Linked DNA regions of Mus musculus: region 2 is linked to region 1. Evidence: chromatin contacts called from public promoter capture Hi-C data. All regions are on one chromosome and are shown on one strand. Each heading gives the region's core, a stretch centred on a gene start, on an enhancer-like site or on the middle of the called end of the contact. The rest is flanking DNA. Distances are from core to core; before and after follow the strand shown.

What was found. Promoter capture Hi-C pulls out the DNA fragments that hold promoters and counts their contacts.
Region 2: a contact with region 1 is called in a promoter capture Hi-C map of embryonic stem cells, with 7 read pairs. The contact joins the promoter of Camsap3 here to the enhancer-like site in region 1. A contact is called at or near these places in 1 of 39 promoter capture datasets (embryonic stem cells), 3 of 484 Hi-C or Micro-C datasets (embryonic stem cells and nephron progenitors), 4 of 115 datasets of contacts at active chromatin or transcription factors (embryonic stem cells and stem cell-derived neural progenitor cells) and 2 of 9 other capture datasets (adipose tissue and pancreatic islet).

Annotation. Positions count from the first base shown.
Region 1 is chr8:3,398,715-3,403,807 of GRCm38.p6, forward strand. All of the region lies in intron 10 of Arhgef18 (rho/rac guanine nucleotide exchange factor (GEF) 18), which reads left to right. Among named protein-coding and RNA genes, the nearest start is that of Gm46029, 26 kb to the right of the region's middle. Within about 2 kb of position 2,042, at least 10 of the 459 cell types and tissues checked have an H3K27ac peak or open chromatin away from gene starts, as enhancers often do. A contact at or near this core is called in embryonic stem cells, where this site is marked.
Region 2 is chr8:3,583,562-3,588,948 of GRCm38.p6, forward strand. Camsap3 (calmodulin regulated spectrin-associated protein family, member 3) reads left to right here and starts at 3,889. Exons shown (of 17, transcript NM_027171.3): 1 at 3,889-4,398. The coding sequence starts at 4,251. Rps23rg1 (ribosomal protein S23, retrogene 1) reads left to right here. Exons shown (of 6, transcript NM_001024728.2): 6 at 274-1,215. The coding sequence ends at 693. It also overlaps the pseudogene Rps23-ps2.

The sequences.
Region 1 (5,093 bases), core at 792-3,291:
TGCTGGACACAGCCCCCAGGCTGCAGGGATCTTCCTGTCTCTGTATACCCAGCACTGGGGTCATAGCCTAGCTTTTAAAGTGGGTACCGGGATCCAATTCAGATCCTCACACTATGCCAGTTGACGCATTTGCCCCCTCCAGAACCCTTGGCTTCTAGCCTCTCTCAGTGAGAACTATGTACAATACTCTCCCAGCATTTTGAAGTTCAGGTAGTAGATTTAGACTCACTTAATCCAAAAAGGAAGCAATGATGAGGGTGTCAAACTCTTTAGAGTCCCGGGCTCTCTGGAGATAATTTACGGTAAAGAATAATTGAGGGCCAACTAGGTGACTCGTCAGGTAAAGGTGCTTGCTGCTAAGCCTGATGACTTTGGCACACATGCCCCACCTCAAATGTAAAAGTGAAGCCGCTGTGGAGACACTGGCATATAACTTTAGCATATGGGAGTTAGAGACAGAAGAACCAAGAGTTTCAAGGTATCTTCAGCTTCATCATGAATTCAAGGGCCATCCTGTGCTACATGAGAACCTGCTTCAAAAGATTCATAAATAAATGGATACATTGTATCGTAGTGTGTCAGATACTCATGTTTGTCCCTGCGGTTCATACTCTTTCCAGCCCCCAGGTAACCACCTTAAAGGGGCTGGAAAATGGTTAGACTGTTTGTTGCTCAGGGGGAAGGACCAGAATTTGATCATCTTCAGACCCGGAACCCACATAAATGAAAGGTTGGCAATACACCTGTGATTCTGGCCTCAGGAAGCAGAGATAAGGGACCCCGAGAGCAAACTGACTATGGAGACTAGCCATACTGGTGAGCCCTTGCTTCTACTGGGAGCCTCTGCCTCAGTGAATAATGTGGAAGACTAATTGTGTGTGATTCCCAATGGCAATCCCAGGCCTCCAAATGCTTGCTTGAACATGACACACACACCCCTTGTACTGACACCCATACACATATGTGTATCCACATGCATGGAAAACATGAACACACATTCACACACACCCATTCACACATGTGAAAACGGGAAAGGACAAGACTCTATCTTTAAAGACAAAGGTGGGGGGAAGAAAATGTCCCTCCCATCAACCCCCCTCCCAGGTTGCACCCTGACCTTGATACACGCCGGATATGTTAAAATATATTCAAGCTCACACCATTTTAGTTGTAAAAAGGATGCTAACGGAGGCCTTTGCAAAGTTCTGGAATTTTCCTGCCATAGGAATTAGCTACTGATTTACATTTAAAAAATTTTAGTGCATTTTTACTTATTTTGTATGGCAGGAAGGCTTGTGTGGAGGTCAGATGACAACTTGCATGGCTCAATTCTCAACTTCCACCATATGGGGCCTGGGCCTGGGCCTGGGCCTGGGCCTGGGGATCGAACTTAAGTGGCCAGGCTTGGCAGCAATCCTCTTTACTCACTGAGCCATCTTGCTAGCCCCATTTACTTACATGAATACTTGGCATTCTTCTTTTTATGTTAGAAGCTTCTTTAAAAATTTTTAATTCTCTTTTTTTTTTTTTTTTTTTTTGGTTTTTCGAGACAGTTTCTCTGTGTAACCCTGGCTGTCCTGGAACTTACTCTGTGGACCAGGCTGGCTTCGAACTCAGAAATCCGCCTGCCTCTGCCTCCCAAGTGCTGGGATTAAAGGTTTAATATTCATCTTAATTTTATGTGCGTGAGTGTTTTTTTCTTGGTGTGCGTGTAATGGACCATATTTGTGCCTGGTGCCTGTGGAGGTCAGAAGGCATTGGCTACCCTGGAACTGGAATTGTGGACAGTTGTGTGCCTCCATGCCCATGCTGGTAATTGAGCCCAGGTCCTCTGCATGCACAGCCAGTGTTTTTAGCCTCTAAGCTGTTGTAGCCTCCTTAGGCTTGTGGGGAAGTTAAGGTGCTCAGAGAACAAAATGCCTGCTCCCAGTTTGCAGGCTTAGCACTCTGGCGCTCAGGATGATTGCCCATAGTTAATTCCCTCTGCATTTCCCTCACTCTAATCTCTTCTGCTGTCAAGCATAATAATAATGGGTGTTCCCTCACCTCCCACTGATCCCTGCCTGGTGGAATTGGCCCTCCCTTCCAGAACAAGCTAATTAGATACAGTAGAGGGACCAGCAAACTTCTCTGCAAAGTGGCCTGCACAAGCTCAAACCAGCCAACGTCTCAGTGAGGACAGGGAAGGGCTCATGAAGTGCTACCCCTAACTGAGAAGTCACTGACAGTTGGAAGGAGAGTTGGGGTTCTTCACAGATGTGGTCCCTGAAAGGCTACCCGTGCTCCTGTCACCAGGTACATACATATCAGCAACAGTGAGTGTGCACCACAAGTTTGGGGTTTTTTGTTTGTTTTGTTTTGTTTTTAATTTTTGTTTTTTGTTTTTTAAAGAGCACAGGAAATTGGGAGGAGAATGTGGTGCAGGGGATAGAGGAGTTGGAATAGAGAAAGGAGAAAATGAAGACGTGACCTTGTTCCAATAAGACTTCATTTACAAATTAAAACTGTCTGACCCATGAATCATTGTTGGTCAGTGTTTGTGGTAAGGGTGAATGCGAATGAGGTTGGGGTGTGTTTGTGTGCATGCTTGTGCCCGTCTCCACCTCCCCAAAGCTGGGATGATAGGAGCATACTCCCATAGCCTGGCTTTTTTACATGAAGTCCTCATGCTTGCCCAGCAAGCACTTTACTACCCCAGCCGTCTCCCTACCCCTTAGATTTGGCCTTTCTACAGTTCTGTCTCTAGGCTGTGTGGCGCTGTAAAAGTTGAGGTGTGAAGGCCACAAATGAGATAGAGGGTGTACTGGCTAGTTTTGTGTCAACTTGACACAACTGGAGTTATCATAGAGAAAGGAGCTTCAGTTGAGGAAATGCCTCCATGAGATCCAGCTATAAGGCATTTTCTCAATTAGTGATCAAGGGGGGGGGGGTGTCCCCTTGTGGGTGGGACCATCTCTGAGCTGGTAGTCTTGGTTCTATAAGAGAGCAGGCTGAGCGAGCCAGGGGAAGCAAGCCAGCAAGGAACATCCCTCCATGGCCTCTGCATCAGCTCCTGCTTTCTGACCTGCTTGAGTTCCAGTCCTGACTTCCTTTAGTGATGAACAGCAATGTGGAAATGTAAGCTGGATAAGCCCTTTCCTCCCATGTGCTTCTTGGTCATGATGTTTGTGCAGGAATAGAAACCCTGACTAAGACAGGGGACAGCTGACTTAGTGTCTCAGAATCTGGGTGATGGTGTGGACCCACTCTTCCTGCATGGGGTCCAGGGCATGGGTTAACAGAGAGTTCAGGGGCTGGGTGTGGTGGTGCACGCCTTTAATCCTAGCACTTGGGAGGCAGAGGCAGGTGGATTTCTGAGTCAGCCAGCCTGGTCTACAGAGTGAGTTCCAGGACAGCCAGGGCTACACAGAGAAACCCTGTCTCAAAAAAACAAAAAACAAAAACACCAGAGTTCAGGGACTACCAGGTTATTGATTTATGGGTAGGGCCATATGTGGAGGTTAAAGGACATTTTGGGAGAGTCAGTTCTCTCCTTCCACCGTGTCAATCCTGGGAACCAAACTCAGTTTATAGGACATGGCAGCAATTCCCTTTATCTGACGAGCCATCTTGCCAACCTTCCATCCGAGGCTAAAAACAATAAGACCTTCTAGTTATTCTACTCCCTACGTCCTCGTCGGAAAGATTCACTTACCTTGGGCAAGTTCAGACCAGAGCGTCCCTCCCGCAGCAGATCTTTCTGGGATTCCCCTACCCTGACTCCATTTGGTGTATTTTTCCAGAATGCAGTGGGTCAAAACACTCATTTCCAAAGTCATTAAGAAAAGAGATCCTCCCCCCACCCCCCAGGAGGAGGGCATTCTGTGTACAAGGTTTGGTTCCTGCCCAGGGCAGGTTGCTTTTCTATTCACTGAAAGAAAAAAGTACTGAGCTCTTCAAGTATTCGCCCTCCTTCTGGCCACCTCTGCTGACACACATTCTTTATTTCACCAATAAAGCTTGGCTCTGTCCCTCTGTTTTAAGAGTTATTTTTATTTTCACACGTGACTATTTCCCTGAACGATGTCTATACACTGCATACATGTATCAGCAATGGAGGCCAGAAGAGGGAATCGGGTTCCTGAGGCTGGAGATACAGGCAGCTGCGAACCACAAGGTGTGAGTGCAGAGAACTGAATCTGGGTCTTCTGCAAGGACAGCCAGTGCTCTTGACCGTCCCACCTCTTTTCCGTAGAGGGGTGGGTGGGGCTTGGAGCTTTTTGATATGCAGTCACTGTCACTGAACATGTCTATCTTCTGTAACGGGCTGCTTTCATTATTTCCAGACTCTAACCTTGATTTTATCTAAGAATACTTTTATTACATTTATTCATTTATTAATTGAGTGACCATCAGAGGGCAACTTATGAGGGTCATTGTCTCCTTCCACCATGTTGATCCTGAAGATGGAGCTCAGGTTGCTGGGCTTGCAGGCAGCACCTTTACTGGTTGGCCATCTTACCACCCAGTTTTGATGTCTGAGTGACCAACTGAGTCAACATAACATTTTTAAAAAGATTGAAACCCAGTATAATGTAAAAGAGAAACCCATGTTAGTGTTCACCCATCATCCCGGCTCTCTGCAGGTAGAGGCAGGAGGATCAGTTCATGGTCATCCTCAGCTACATAGTGAGTTTAAGGCCAGCCTGGGGTAGGTGAGCCTCTGTCTTGGAAACAAATGAAAACAAAACACAAAAGGTACCTGCAACTCAGGCTCATCCCTGGGCTATGTAAGAGAATTCGGGGCCAGCCTGGGCTTACATAGGTACTGGCTTTAAAAATATAAATAAATAAAAACTCAGAAGAAAAGCAGCTATACTTCTGGGGATGCCTACCTGAAGTGGGGGAGTTGTTTTGCTAGGACCTCCATAGTTCAAAATCTAGGTTGCCTGTTTGCTTTGTTTCAGAGGTTTATTTCTTTTCACTTTTTTACGTGTGTGAGTATTGTTTGCCTGCAAATACGAATGTGTACCAGAACAGGGTGTCAGGTTCCCTGGACGGGGAGTTACAGAAAGTTGTGAGCCACCTTATAGGCACTGGGAACCAAGGCCTGA
Region 2 (5,387 bases), core at 2,639-5,138, 190 kb after region 1:
CACTTGCCACCAAGCCCGATAACCTGAATTCTATCCCTGACACCTACACAACCAAGGAGCAAGGAGAACAAAAAACCCTAACCTGTCTGACTGCCACACAAGCCCTGGGACACCCAGAGGCAGGCACACACACACACACACACACACACACACACACACACACACGCACACACACTAATAACTATATTTTTTTTTTCAGAATATGAAAATTTATTACTGTGTTTCCATTGTCAAATTTTATGATCTTGGCCTTTCTTTCTTGCCTTTGTATAGAGCCAACAGAGAAACATTGGCTACTTTAACCACCTTAAAGCGGACTCCAGGAATATCACCTACAGCATGACCTTTTCGACGAAATCCAGCAACCAGAACTTCATCATTTTCCTCAATGAAGTTCAGGCAGCCATCATTGGGCACGAACGCTGTGATCTTCTTCCCGTTCTTAATGAGCTGCACCCTGACGCACTTCCTGATGGCAGAATTTGGCTGTTTGGCCTCAACCCCTACTTTTTCCAGCACAATTCCCTTTGCATGAGAGGCACCCCCAAACGGATTGGCCTTCAGGGCTGTGCCCAAGTGGGCTTTCTTGTACTGTTTGTCATGCCACTTCTGATCCCGTCGGTGACTGCGGAGCTTCCGGGCAGTTCGGAGACCACGACACTTGCCCATCTTGCCGGCGCCACGGGCCCCTAATAACTATATTTTAAAGATGACCTGGCCTTGATCTGTTCCTCAGCATCTCCCCCCAGCCCCCACCTCCTTGTCTGGGAGGGAGACACAGGTAGCTGAGAGCTGAATCTGATCCTGAGCCAGCTGCAGCCACTGAGTAATGCTGCATGGTGCAAGGGGCTGGGTCAACAGAAGAGAAATGTGTGAATCTGAGCATGAAGGTCCCCTCCAGGGGCTTCCCTTCTGCAAACTTACAGAGTAACTTCTGCACGGTCCTCTGCCTAAGAGACACTGGGAGGCACTGATAAAATACTCTCACCAGCCACAGCAGCTGCCATAGTGAACACTGACCAAGCTGTGTCTTGTGCCACATCAGACAATCAAGTCACCTCTCAACAACCTAGTCCCAAAAGTACTGGGGGTTTCAGGCTAGCAAGATGGCTCAGCAGAGAAAGGTGCTTGCCAGCAAGTCTAACAATCTGAGATTGACCCCCAGGGCCCATGCTGTTCTCTGACCTCCACATAGGTGCCCCCCACACACACACCAATAAGAAAATAAATATAACTTTAAAACAAGTAATGGAGTTGAAAACCCACTGCATGACACCACAGGCAAGCAACTTCTATGTGATTTCAGGCACAGATATGTAAGTGGACAAACACCTTTTTCTTTTTTCTTTTTCTTAAATAAAAAAAGAAACAGAAGTTCAGAGAACCTGAATTATTCTTCCACACCAGCTGTCCTGGTCAGGGCTGGGCCTCAAACTCAACCATGACTTAACAGAGTTGGGCTCCTGGCTGGCAAGATTGCCCAGTGGGTAGAGGTACCTATTTCAGAAGACCCGATGAAGTGTTCAGGTGACAAGGATGATGTTTTGTGGTGGTTCTCTGACCTCCATCCACATGTTGTGGTGCATGCCCACGCTTACATACACAGGCAATGATAAAAAATCAAAATTAAAAAGCTCAGGAAGCCAGCCTTTCTAATCTAATTATCTCGGCCTTGTGAGGGGCTGGGACAGAGGTCCCAACTCCCAAATCTTTTCTTTCTCAGGCCCCAGGTCCCTGGGGGTGTGCAGGTGTCAGAGGCAGCTGGCCAGCCACACAGGGAGGAGAGCGGTAAGAGAGACTACTAGAAAGTGAGAAAGACAGGACTGTGCAGAAGCAACTGATGGACAGCTGTCACAGGAGACCCACACCCGGAACAGGCTGGTCTGGGAAGGCAATGGAGTGGGGGGAGGGGCTGCACCTACTTAGTGCCAAGATCAGTAGGAGGGCAGGGCATTTCCCACCACCACCACATATACACTCACACACACACACTCACACACACTCACATACACACACACTCACATACACTCACATACACTGTCTCTGTCTTCTCTCTCTCTGCATCTTTGCATCTCTGTTTCTGTCTTTCCCCCCTCTCCTTTTCTCTCTTTCTCTCTTTCTCTCTTTCTCTCTCTCTCTCTCTCTCTCTCTCTCTCTCTCTCTCTCTCTCTCTCTCTCTCTCAGAAAGTCCTAGATCTTAATTAACCCTCTCCCTCATCCCCATTTTCCCCAAACCAGACCAGGTCTATCAATTCTGTCCTGTGGTGGGTGAAGCTGCCCAAAGCCAGGACTTGGAGAGCCTTCCCAGGTCTGATAATCCACCTTCCTCATTTGCCCAGTAGGAATGGCCCTAGTCCTTCAGGCCTGTGGGCATGCGGAAGGGAGGAGAAAAGGGGTGGCTTCAATAAGAGAAGGCCTGCCCTCCCAGATTGCCACCCCAGGACAGCTAGTGAGTGAACCATTTATATCCACCTGAATCCTCAGGAAAATGTGGCAGTTTTTGTAGCTGCCAAGGGCCGGGCAGTGGTGCCACATGCCTTTAATCCCAGCATTTGGGAGGCAGAGGCAAGTAGATTTCTGAGTTTGAGGCCAGCCTGATCTACAGAGTCAATTCCAGGACAGTCAGGGTTACACAGGGAAACCCTGTCTGGAAAAACCAAAATAAATAAATAAATAATAAAAAAAATAAAATCATAGCTGCCAGCCTTTTTCTAAGATCCATCTAGTCAACAGAGGGGAGTCCCTTAGGTTCTGCCTCACCTCACTCAAGCCACCTGTAACACAGGCCCCCAAACAGTGAGTGTTCCAACCCAGTTCTGTAGATAAATAGATTTGTATTATGGAGCTGGGAATGCTGAACCTGAAAACACACACACACACAAAAGACTGTTTATACCAAAAAAAAAAAAAAAAAGTATGCACCTACACATCATTAGTCACACACAGAAAGCCCCATGCACACAACCACACCCGCAAACACACAGATCCTCTCAGACCCTTACCTACATCTAGTCAGAGGCTTTCTTCAACAAATACTGCAGATATCAAAGGTACACATCAGGACATTTGCAATCCACCTAGTAACCCTACAGAGCTAATCTCACATACACAGCTTTTCTCCTGCCTAAATACACCCACTTGGTATCTCTGCCATCTTCCTGCCCTGACAGAGTCAACAATTACACCCTTATATGATAGATGTGTTTAGACTCACATCATTCTTTCTCCCCCCGCTCTTTCTCTTCCTTCATTTCCAATCTTAGAACACAGAAGGTTGTACAACACAATTCTTTGATTTTACTTATTTATCTCATGTATCCCAGGATCACCTTGAACTTACAAAAATTCTCTTCTTCCCACTTCCCAAGTGCCATGATTCTAGGCATGTACCTACCACCATCCCTAGCTTATTTGGTGCTTGGGATGGAGGAGAAGGTTTTGTACATACCAGATAAGGACTCTGTCAACTAGGGCACAACCCTAGCCACTTAATACAAACCATTGTACCACAACAGGTTTGAAACAGTCACCTTCACAAACAGATGACATCACAAATCTAGATACCTATAGACAGAGATGTTCACAGGTACTCTCAAGCAAGTGGATACAAACACATTCATTTTCTTTTTAAACTAGGACAGAGTCTTGCTGTGTAGCCCTGGTTGGCCTAGAACTTACTGTATAGTAATAGCCACAAACTCCATATGCATATGTGAACTCCACCTGCATATGTGTGGGATCAAAAGCCTACATGGACATCCATGACAAAGGGTCCCTAAGCCTCTCCAGGGTCCGGGAGTGAGCAGGAACACACGCGCGCGCGCGCACACACACACACACACACACACACACACACACACACACACACGAGAACGCATACAGGGACATGCGTTCTTCTGCAGCCCTTCCCTCATCCGCCATCACTGCCGCCCTTTGCAGCAGGAGGACCTATGGAAGCTTTAATGTCAGTGGGGACCCATGTGGACCCAGGAGCCAGAGAGAACTGAGTCCAATCTGGGGGCGGGGCGCACCTGGGTTCCGCCTTGGGGCGGGGTCGACGCCGCGTCGCCAGCGCGCTCGACCGCACCTGGTTCAGCGGCGCCTCAGCAGCTTTATTAGTAACAGCAGCAGCCGCGGCGGCAACCCGATTCGGGGTGGCGGAGGCTCGGCAGCAGCGCAGCGCAGCGCAGCGCACGCAGCCCAGCCCATCAGAGCGCGCGGACCCGGGCGGCCGTAACCCCGGCGTCGCCATGGTGGAAGCGGCGCCCGCAGGGTCCGGGCCACTGCGGAGGACTTTCCTGGTCCCCGAGATCAAGTCTTTGGACCAGTACGATTTCTCTCGAGCCAAGGCGGCGGCGAGTCTGGCGTGGGTGCTGCGGGCCGCATTCGGGGGAGCAGGTAACCCGAGGGCCTTTGGGGAGGGGACCGGGGGAGCCAGGCTGGGGCGCGGCAGGTGCGGGGGGCGGGGCGCCAAGCCGGGGCCGTGGGAACAATAGCTTCGGGGCTGCCTAGGGTCCCCGAGCTTTTGGTCTTTGCTAAGCTGGGCCTCCAAGCTTCCTGCTCGGACGGGGCCCTTGGACTTTGCCCGCCCGGGTCGCTGGAACGCAGTCGGGGGTGGGGCCCGCCAAGAGGCTGTGCGCCTTGGGACCCCGGGATCAGAGCCCCCAGGTGAGCAGGGGTGGGGTCTGCAGACCAATTTTGTGTGTGGTGGGGGAAGGGTCTCCTGGTAGTCCTCTGCTTCCCGCCTCCCACCCCACTCCTCAGACCCCAGGGCCTAACTGCATGGCCAACTCCCCTTTCACACACATCAGAAGCCTGTGATGGTTCCTCCTACCCCCACCTTCCCTATCTACCCTCACAACGTGTACGCGGTGGCTTGGACCCCGCAAGGAGCGTTTTAAGAGATCAGAGCTACAGCTCAGTGACTGGGACACAAACCCTGCCTTGCCGGTGGCCAGCGTGTGTGTGTGTGTGTGTGTGTGTGTGTGTGTGTGTGTGTGTGGTGTGTCTGGGACCACTCTTTCGTCTCGATGGCCCCGTAAAGGCTGGCAGTTGTGACTTATTGCCACATTTTCCTGAGGATTCAGGTAGGCATAAATGGCTCATTCACCAGCTGTTCTAGGGTGGCAGCTCGGGCGGCCAGGCCTTCTCTTATTGAAGCCACCCCTTTTCTCCTCCCTTCCGCATGCCCACAGGCCTGAAGGACTAGGGCCATTCCTACTGGGCAAATGAGGAAGGTGGATTATCAGACCTGGGAAGGCTCTCCAAGTCCTGGCTTTGGGCAGCTTCAGCCACCACAGGATAGAACTGGGAGGCCAGGCTTGGCCTTGGGAAAAACAGAGGTTCATTAAGGTCTAGGCCTTACTGGGAGTAGAAGAACGAGACAT